2 separate regions of the Danio rerio genome follow, and region 1 is linked to region 2. A link is a contact called in public HiCAR-type data. All regions are on one chromosome and are shown on one strand. Each heading gives the region's core, a stretch centred on a gene start, on an enhancer-like site or on the middle of the called end of the contact. The rest is flanking DNA. Distances are from core to core; before and after follow the strand shown.

Region 1 (4,706 bases), core at 1,889-4,388, 190 kb after region 2:
ACAGTACTGTAATGCTGTTTTAAGTTATGACAATGAATTCAGGATTCGATCGCTCTGTGATTCCAGACCCAAATCGTGCCTCCTGACATCTCGGCCTTTGCTGCTAGAATGATCCTGTGAGTTTAACAGACTAATGTGAATCGACTGTCCTTTACTGCAAATGGAAGAAATAAAGACCATGCACTGATGCGGCGTTTCTGTTTTGTGAAAAAAAAAAGTTTATTGAACAGACTCTTCTGGTCTTCTTGAGGAAATCATATGTACAAAAATACTGTCTCGTTTTCAGAAAATCTACAGCAAGGTACAAAATAATGGTTTAGTGATCAGCATAATCTCCTGCTATTTACTGTAAGGAAGGAGTTGACTGTACAGGCCAGCGCAACGCTTTAATAAATTAGTCAGTCCACTAAAAAACATTTGTGTACCATATTCAAATGTAGAGTTTCTAGTTCTTGTCATTTCATTTAAACAGTGTAACTAAAATGTTCCTACTTTAAAATGAAGTATTAACCATTATAAGAAAGACAGAAGAAAATAAACAGCCATATATGTGGGTCAATCATCAAAAGGATATGCACTGTATATACAGTTGAAGTCAGAATTATTAGCCCCCTTTAAATGCTTTTTTCTTTTTCCCAAATGATGTTTAACAGAGAAAGGACATTTTCACATTATGTCTGATAATATTTTTTCCTCTGGAGAAAGTCTTATTTGTGTTATTTAGGCTAGAATAAAAACAGTTTTTAATTTTTAAACCATTTTAAGGTCAATATTATTATCTCCTTTAAGCTGTATTTTTTCAGATAGTCTACAGAACATACCATCATTATACAATCACTTGCCTAATTTCCCTAGTTAAGCCTTTAAATGTCACTTTAAGCTGTATGGAAGTGTCTTAAAAATATCTAGTCAAAAATGATTTACTGTCATCATGGCAAAGATAAAATAAATGAGTTATTAAGTTGAAAAAATCTTTCAGACATTGAGAGAAACAGGCATTGGGGAAAAAATAAACAGGGGGAGCTAATAATTCAGGGGGCTAAAAATTCTGTACAATGTTATTAGCCCTCCAGTGAAACTTAAATTCCCAAGTGCTGTTTAATCAAGTTTAATCATTTTTCCTGCATTTTTAAACTTAAAAAAATTGTTTTAGTAATTTATAAAAGTTTGTCTTAGCCATAATAACAGAACATAATATTTTACTACTTATTTTTGGAAGATACTTGTATTCAGTCTAAGGTGCCATTTAAAGACTTAACTAGATTTATTAGGCAAGTTCGATTAATTAGGCAAGTCATTAGCCAATCAAAAAAAATACCCTTAGTATAAAGTGACCTTAGCAGCTCAAAAAAAAATGTGTGTGTGTGTGTGTATGTACATATGTATATACGTGTGTGTGTGTGTGTGTGTGTGTGTGTGTGTGTGTGTGTGTGTGTGTGTGTGTGTGTGTGTGTGTGTGTGTGTGTATACACACGCTACAGATGAAAAGTTTAGGGAAATGAAATTAAAAGGATTCTGTTCAACAAGGTGACGTTTATTGAACATATTTTTTTAATTGTTAAATATTTATTACAATTTTGAATAACTACTTTCTTATTGTATGTAATTTCAAATGACATTATTACTCCAGTCATTATTGTTTTCATTACTATTACCATTAATAATAATAATTATTATTATTATTATAATTTAAAAAAAACATAATTGTTAGAGTGATTTCTGAAGGATCATGTGACTGAAGACTGGAGTAATGAAGCTGAAAATTCCTCTTTAAAATCACTGGAATAAATTATTAAATTAAATGATAAACTACTTTTAAAGAGTTATTTAATAGTGCAATAACATTTTACAATTTTACCATTTATACTGTATTTTTGATTAAATAAATGCAGCTTTGGTGAGCAGAAGCTTATTTTAAAACATTTAAAAATCCTCCTGACCCCAAACTTTTTTGCGTGTGTGTGTTTTTGTGTGTGTGTGTGTGTGTGTGTGTGTGTGTGTGTGTGTGTGTGTGTGTGTGTGTGTGTGTGTGTGTGTGTGTGTGTGTGTGTGTGTGTGTGTGTGTGTGTGTGTGTGTGTGTGTGTGTGTGTGTGTGTGTGTGTGTGTGTGTGTGTGTGTGTGTGTGTTGTCCTTAGTATTTTCCCCCCATACTATGGAAGTCAAGACTTTTAGCTTAGCATAAATCATTGAATTGGATAAGACCATTAACATTTCATTCAAAAAAAAAAAAAAAAATATATATATATATATATATTTTCCTTCCTTCCTTTTTTTTTATTGGAGCCAAACAAAAGAAAAAAGTGTTTGCGAGCGAAAAATTTATAATTTTGCCAAGATTTACAAGGACATTGACTAAAATATCATTCACTGTATATTGAGATTAACATTAACAAATTAATGATCAAAGTATAACACTAAAGTACTTTTTTTTATTTTATTCATTCAAACATTGCATTATCTATCAAACTACTATGATTTACCCCTTGTCAGTCGTAGTCATTTTAATTATAATACAATTTAGTATTATCTTTTATACATTTTTAAAAGTACAGGTCAGAATAAGTGTTGACTAATTTTTCCATTCATGTATCCGTTACGATGAATGTTGATTATTTCAGTCTTTTTTTAAAGCATTAAATACATGAATTTAACATTCTTTCTATGTACATTTGTCGATTTAATTTGATGGAGACACCGGATTGAAATGTCCCATCTTTGACCCATATATATATATAGCTTTAATTTATTTCTATTATTGTTAATTGTTGTTAATATGATGCAAGATAATATTAAAAAAGAGAGTGAATTCTGTTTACACAGGCACTTGTTTGCTATGCAGGTCAAAGTATATAAAATGTCAATGATAATGAAATGTAAAAAATAACACTGTAGTTGCATTAGTTAGCAGAGCTGGATGGTTTTCTAGAATCTTCTCATCCAAGCATGGTTAAGGCAGGTTTTCGGCACAGGGTCTCACCGTCTCCTCCACCTCGATGACCTCCATGATAAGATCTCTGATGCTCTGCACACCGTCAGCGCTTTCCTCTTCTGGATCTGCTGAAACGCTGCACTTCTCCACCACATCTGCTGCTAAAGCAACAGCGCCGCCTACTGGAACATCACAGTCAAGGGGAGAAACAGGACTGACTTGTGTGTCATTTCCGTCCTCCTCGCTAGAAGGCGCTGCTTCAACACTCACAATCTTCTCCACAGTTTCTTCAACGGGTCCATCAGGTTGGACACATTTGGTTTCAGACTGTGAAGAACTTGCCTCTTCCTCTACATTTCCATTTTCAGATGCATCAACGAAAGGAACAGGACTTTCTGTGTTTGTAGAATTAAGATAAACCGCTCGGTCTGAGCTAACAGATCCATCTTCATCCTTTACTTTAGATGAAGTCGACTCGGGTTGAGAAGATGACGACTCCTCAGCTGGTGAGACATTTGCAGGTTCGCTTGAGGAAACTTCTGGAATGAGAGATGATGAACTGTTGAGTAATGTTGGCGGGAGATCTGCTTGAGGTGTTTCAGGTGTGATCTTCAGCACTGGAATGACTGTGGTCTGCTGGGAGATTTGGTGGATCATAAGCTCTGGCTGTCGAGAGGGGGTCACCGAGGCCTGCACTGGTGGTGGGCTTGATGGAGCAGAGAGCGGCGGCGTCCGGCTGTCCGCCAGACTGCTTTGACTTACACACTGCAGGTCAGTGCTGTCAGCAAACAGGTTGTTCTTCTTCAGACTGGCTGCTTCCTTTACCACTGTAAACACAAAGTAGACATATTGATAGATGTTACATATTTACATAAATACGGCAGGTAAAATAAGTATTGGCATGATTTGTCGAGGTAAATATTTTTCTAAAGTAGCTGTTGACATAAAAATTGACCCAGACTTTTTTAAAACTTAAACAATAAAAAAAAAATCTGAAAAATGTGTAATAGCAATGGAGTGACATGATGAGGAGAAATGACTGATCTATTGAAATATTTTAGGGTTTTTTTGTTAACTGCACAGCTGTTTTTTTTCCTCCAAGTCTAAAATTCTTGACGTTTCTGTGGGTCTCTTCTATAAAATCTCATCTTTAGTTCTTATATTATATTGGATTCAGATCATGTGATTGGCTGGGCCATTCTTGTAGCTTTGTTTTCTTTTCTGAAAGCAGTTGAGTTTTCATTGCTGTAATCGAGATCATTGTCTTGCTGAAATGTCGACACTGGTTTTATCTTCATCATATGGTAATGTAGGTGTTTTGACTGAGGCAGCTAATGTTTATTTACACTGGCGAGGAGCAGGGCTGCTGTATAACTACAGAGAGTATCCAGCTGCTGTCTGGGCTTTCCATGACTTTTTACAACCCACTTTCTTCATGTGTTCAATACTTTTTAACTTTATTAAAATTTATTATGCATAACTTAATTTGTAAATTAATTAGTTTTGTTTTCTGTGTACGTAGGTATTATTTTGGTTGTTACTAACAGCTAGTGAAAATTTCATATCAACAGCACCTTTAGAAATATGTTTTCTGAGAAAACTGGTGGCATGTTCAATACTTATTTTCCCTGCTATCGACACTTTATCACATATCAGATTATATCTGGTACAGTATTATAGTAGTATAAGTGTTCTGAGCGAAAATGTTGATGGGATATTTCCCCAACATTGAATTACAATCAGGTGGCGCAGTAGGTAGTGCTGTCGCCTCACAGC
Region 2 (5,137 bases), core at 995-3,494:
GCTGCACACAAATTGGTGTTGTGTGGTCAATTTGGGCTGACCCCCAGAGTTACTATTAGGGGCCCCCTAATTTTCACTTTCATTCACGACACAAATAATTTCAAAAATTCTTTACTAATTTTTGCCATCATGCTCTGATTTAATTTCTTTGAAGAGCCAAGTTTACAAACAAAATTGTTTTACCTTTTAAAAGAGACGAGAGATAAAACTGTTGAAGTTATATTTACCTCTGAATAGTTTTAGACCCAGGAAGTAGACAGACATTTAATATCTAAAGAAGTTTTTGAAGTCTTCGCATAACAAATCCTCTCTATAAGTCTGTTTTATCAGACAGAAATGCAAGTTTTTTTTATATTTCGTCATAAATTTTTTTAGCACTCTGTGCCATTGGCCAAAAATAGCCCTAGACTGCTTCATACAGTGATGTCTAAGTCACATCAAATTTCATAGATCTACACAGTTAACATGATTTAACCAAGTGGAACATGTTGGATCAACATCTCCTGGAACAACATTCCAATCAACCAATTAGATTTCAGGGATGCATTTACCAATTGAGTTTAGGCGTATAACAATCATAAGTTAGAGTTTTAACTAGAGCTGCACGATCTTGAAAATTTTGACATTACGATATTTTATTTTTCTGCAATAAATATTACGATATGAATACAGATTCACAAGATAGTTTGAATAGCACTATTTGATATTTGACTAATTTGGTTTGTTAAGGGAGCCTAACAGTATTCAGGTACAGAAATAAAAAAAATCACAATGCAAAAATGCTTTTCTTCCTTTGAATAGTCTTGTTTTTAGTCCAAATATCTAAACATTCTCAGATCAAGTAAAATAAATAGTTTTTTAACTTGAGAAGAAATAAGTCAAATTTAGGAATTTTTTTTTTTAAGTAAGCAAAATTATCTGACAGCGGGGTTAGTAAAATAATCTTGTCTTCGCTTTGAAATGTAGATATCTGGACTACAAACAAGACAAAAATTCTGAGAAAGATTTTTTTTTTTCCATAAATTATATAAATTCCATATAAAAACAGTAATTAAATAAAATTCTGTGGCTCCTGGTCAGCTATATTCTAGACTCAACTCATATCTTGAATATTGCGGATGCGCTAATTGTAATATTAATGCTAAAACAATATATTGTGCAGCCCTAGTTTTTAACAGTTATAAATCAAAGAGTTATAGGAACGTGTGCCACATTCTCATTCACAAATCCTTTTCCTGATTTTATGAATAAATTGGGTTTAGGGTTAAAGGCCAGTGACAAGGTCAAGACTCAGGTTTTGCACATGAATGTTGTTCTACATTCACGAAAGGTTATCGGTTCAAAAATTTGTCTTACAAACGTTGGAATTTCATAAGCAGCGCCTGATTTTCTGCCTTTTTTAAAACTAGTAAATGTTATGTTATATGCTGTAGTGTATCATTAGTTATGTGATCTTGGCAGGTCAAGACATGTTTGTATGAATTTGGGTTCAAATTCAAGTCTGTGTGCCAAATTTCATAGCTGTCCTACAAAACAGTTCCACATAAATTCAACAGTGGAGTAGATTAAATAGAATAAAACAACTAACAGATACACCTTCAGTCATTGGCCCTTTATTCAGCTTTTCCACTCCATCATGAGAGAGTGATTGGCAGTGACAGACCCAGTAGAAAACAAGCTGTCAATGACCCATCAGTTATTATGGGGGGAGGCAGTTCTCTCCTCCAGATATCTCTGCATACTGGACCTCTAACCAGCAGGGCCTGGGAACAACATGAACTTAAGCGTGCTTTCCAAGAACGACATGTATTCATTCTTCTCCTTTAACATGATTCAGACCCCAAGGCCTGATTATCAATGACTAACATAGTCATATTTCCAATGGCCGATTGTGGAGAATCTCTTCGGACCATGTTGGTGCCATATGTTAGAAAACTGAAGCCAGAATTCAACATTCAGTGCTAAAATATGCTACAAACAAAAAAAGTCGGGAAATGAACTGGAGTTTGTCCATGAATAGCTAGACAAATGCATTACTAGACATGAAATAAGTATTGCGTACTCAGAGTTTCAGGAAGAGAGGCTTAAGTTTGGTCTGTCACATCGGCGTCTCCGTTGATGTGATTTAGTGTGGTAGGAACTGATGAGTTTTATTCGCTGTCTTTCTGCAGAAAAAGGGCGAGATGAAGGGATGTAGAGGGAGGAAGAGAGAACATGCTGCCACTGGATCGCTCACACCCACACCACGTGTGTTGTGTTTAGACAGCTGCTGTTCAAATGACCTGCCTGTGGACAAGAAACATGCACTCCGCACAGCCGTAAATCATCTCGATTATGGAGTTGGTAAAGCTTATAGCGATCTCTACAGAGCACTTACACAATAATAATTGTCTCTTTAAAGTATAGGGCCATATTATGCTCTGACACGCAAACCTACTTCACTGGATTGCTTCGACACTACTGTAGAATCTGTAGGAAAGGTTTTAGCACAGATTTCGAATGCGAAATTGCTTTTACATAAATCATTCATTCATTTTCTTTTTGGCTTGGTCTCTTTCTTCATCAGGGGTCGCCACAGCAGAATAAACCACTAACTTATCCAGCATATGTTTTACGCAGCGGATGCCCTTCCAGCTGCAACCCATCACTGGGAAACACCCATACACTCTTATTCGCGCTCATACACTACGGACAGTTTAGCCTACCCAATTCACCTTTACCGCATGTCTTTTGGACTTGTGGGGGAAACCGGAGCATCTGGAGGAAACCCAAGTGAGAGAAAATGCAAACTCCACACATAAATATCAACTGACCCAGTCGAAGCTTGAACCTGCGACCTTCTTGCTGTGAGGCTTTTGTGATACCCACTGCGCCATTGTGACGCCTGCTTTTACATACATTTTAAATTCATATTAAAGGCACAATGTGTGGGCATGAAGCTGTGACTGAGTGTGGAATCATGGAGGTTGCCATCTTTGTTTTATTCTTCTAGACTCCTGCAGAAATCATGTCCATGGATAAGCTAACTTTTTATCATAGTATTATGCTGTCTTTCCTTTCCAATGTGCTATTTTTCCATTGTTTTTCAATGTAAACATGTGCTTGCAGAACATGTGTGAAGTTACGATTATGTCTTTTGAAACGCCATGCGTGTGAGCGGTGCGTTTTAGATGCTGTCAAGTTGCTAAATCTTTAACTTTTACATGCATCTCTACTCATCAATATCAGTTCCAAAGCAGTGGACCAATTTAAAAGAGCTCAGAGGCCGGAAAACTATTGCAAGTTTCTGTTTACTGGATACACTTGTGCTTTATGCTCTGCTTTTTTTTTTTTTTTAAACCATTCCTGAGCACTGAGTCCTGCATTTTTAGAAGCAAAGATGCATCCAGTGTGAACGAGCACTAACAAATGTTTCAGTGGTGTAAAGTAACAAACTACAAATACTCAAGCGACTGTAATTGAGTAGTTTTTCTCAGGATCTGTAATTTGCTAAGTAGTTTTAGAAATGTGTGCTTATACTTTCCCTTGAGTACATGTTTAGTGCAGTATCGTACTTTTAATCCACTACTTTCCTTCAATCTGTCCTACAGTCACTACTTTATTATTTCCTGTGTATGGGGATTAGGAAAATACATCATGCGATATCTGTCCAATCAAATCGCATCATACTGAACTACCTTAAGACATGCAGCAAACTGTTTGGAAGCAATAAGAGTGTCCAACAATATGTCCAGAATCTTTACACGCAATGACTGTTTTGACTGAATGTCACTGATATGAAGATAGCAGGTGTTTTCTGTATAAATGCACTACAGAATATTACGTTTACACACACGCATCAGCCGTTCACAGAGTAATAATCATTACTCACTACTCTTGAGTACTTTTAAAAGAGTTACTTTTTACTCATACTTTGAGTAATACTTACAACAGATACTTTGCTCTACTTGCACTACATTTTGGAGTAAGCAATGGTACTTTTACTTGAGTATGATTTTTCAGTTATTAACGGATAACAGCTTTCACACCACACACATAAGCAAAGCTGAAGCAGCAGTCTATTTTTGTGGTGCTATTTAAACTTAATCAAAGTGATAATAAATTAATTATAATCAAAAACATGAATGCTCATTGAAAAGTGGAGGAATTATAAAGAACAGATTTATAAAGTCATGTCATATAGACACACTGAGCAGTATGAAGCTTTCAGTAACAGTGTTTTGTGTCTGCATACATAGGCCTGTCACAATAACTACTTTATTGACTTACAGTACAATATATGGATGTGACTACAAAACATTGTAGTGATGCAAAATTATTCCCATGACACAAGCACGCAGTTAGAAACTCATTATCACCCATAGCAAATAGCACTGCAGTATTGTGGTCTACTTGAAAACAAACGCTCAAAATGAAAACAAAGTGAAGTTTCAAATAAAGTCACTAGATGCTATCTTTGCCCTTTCTTTACAGGTATGATGTTTAAATTCATGTTAGACATCATCAAATGAGTATTACACTCATAAAAAACACTTTCCGGTTTGTGGAAATGGGTTTCTTTATTATGTTAAACACCAAAGAAGATATTTTGAAGAAAACTGAAAACCTGTAACTATTGACTTTCATCTTATGAAAAAACAAAAACTACGGAACTCAATGGTTACTGGTTTTTAGTTTTCTTCAAAATATCTTCTTTGGTGTTTAACAGAAGAAATATAACAGTAAAGGTTTGGACCTAGTAAAGGGAGAGTACTGATGTTTTTTTAGGGTGAACCATCCCTTTAAGACAGACATATTTATAATATAACACTATTATATTGTAAGTGGCATAAACATTGTCCTAAAACAACAATTATATGGTTTTTTGCTTTTATTTCAAGGACAAAATATCACAGAGAATTAGACCGTAGCACATGCTAGATGGTGCTGTGTGGTTGTGTTATATGTATTGCACACATAGACATGTCTGATCATCCGTCAGAGCACAGAAAACCATTGTGCTCTTCAGAGTCACCCAGCAGCTACTCCGCTGTGTTAATATTTGCCCCATTTTAGATAATTTGTCAGTGGCTGGAGTTTGTGAGGCTGATGATGAGGAGCTGATCATGTGACATGAGGCTGAAGCCAGACTGGGCTT

What was found. HiCAR-type assays count read pairs that join an accessible place to other places.
Region 1: a HiCAR-type map of caudal fin shows a contact between it and region 2, with 8 times the contacts expected there. The contact joins two enhancer-like sites. A contact is called at or near these places in 4 of 18 Hi-C or Micro-C datasets (caudal fin, embryo, fibroblasts and 1 more) and 1 of 4 datasets of contacts at active chromatin or transcription factors (caudal fin).

What each region holds. Positions count from the first base shown.
Region 1 is chr2:26,622,958-26,627,663 of GRCz12tu, forward strand. It overlaps niban1b (niban apoptosis regulator 1b), which reads right to left. Exons shown (of 14, transcript XM_684820.9): 14 at 2,414-3,757. The coding sequence ends at 2,949. It overlaps kifap3b (kinesin-associated protein 3b), which reads left to right. Exons shown (of 20, transcript NM_001144045.1): 20 at 1-184. Among named protein-coding and RNA genes, the nearest start is that of niban1b, 53 kb to the right of the region's middle. Within about 2 kb of position 3,139, at least 4 of the 62 cell types and tissues checked have an H3K27ac peak or open chromatin away from gene starts, as enhancers often do.
Region 2 is chr2:26,437,022-26,442,158 of GRCz12tu, forward strand. No RefSeq gene overlaps it. Among named protein-coding and RNA genes, the nearest start is that of mfsd12a, 29 kb to the left of the region's middle. Within about 2 kb of position 2,245, at least 8 of the 62 cell types and tissues checked have an H3K27ac peak or open chromatin away from gene starts, as enhancers often do.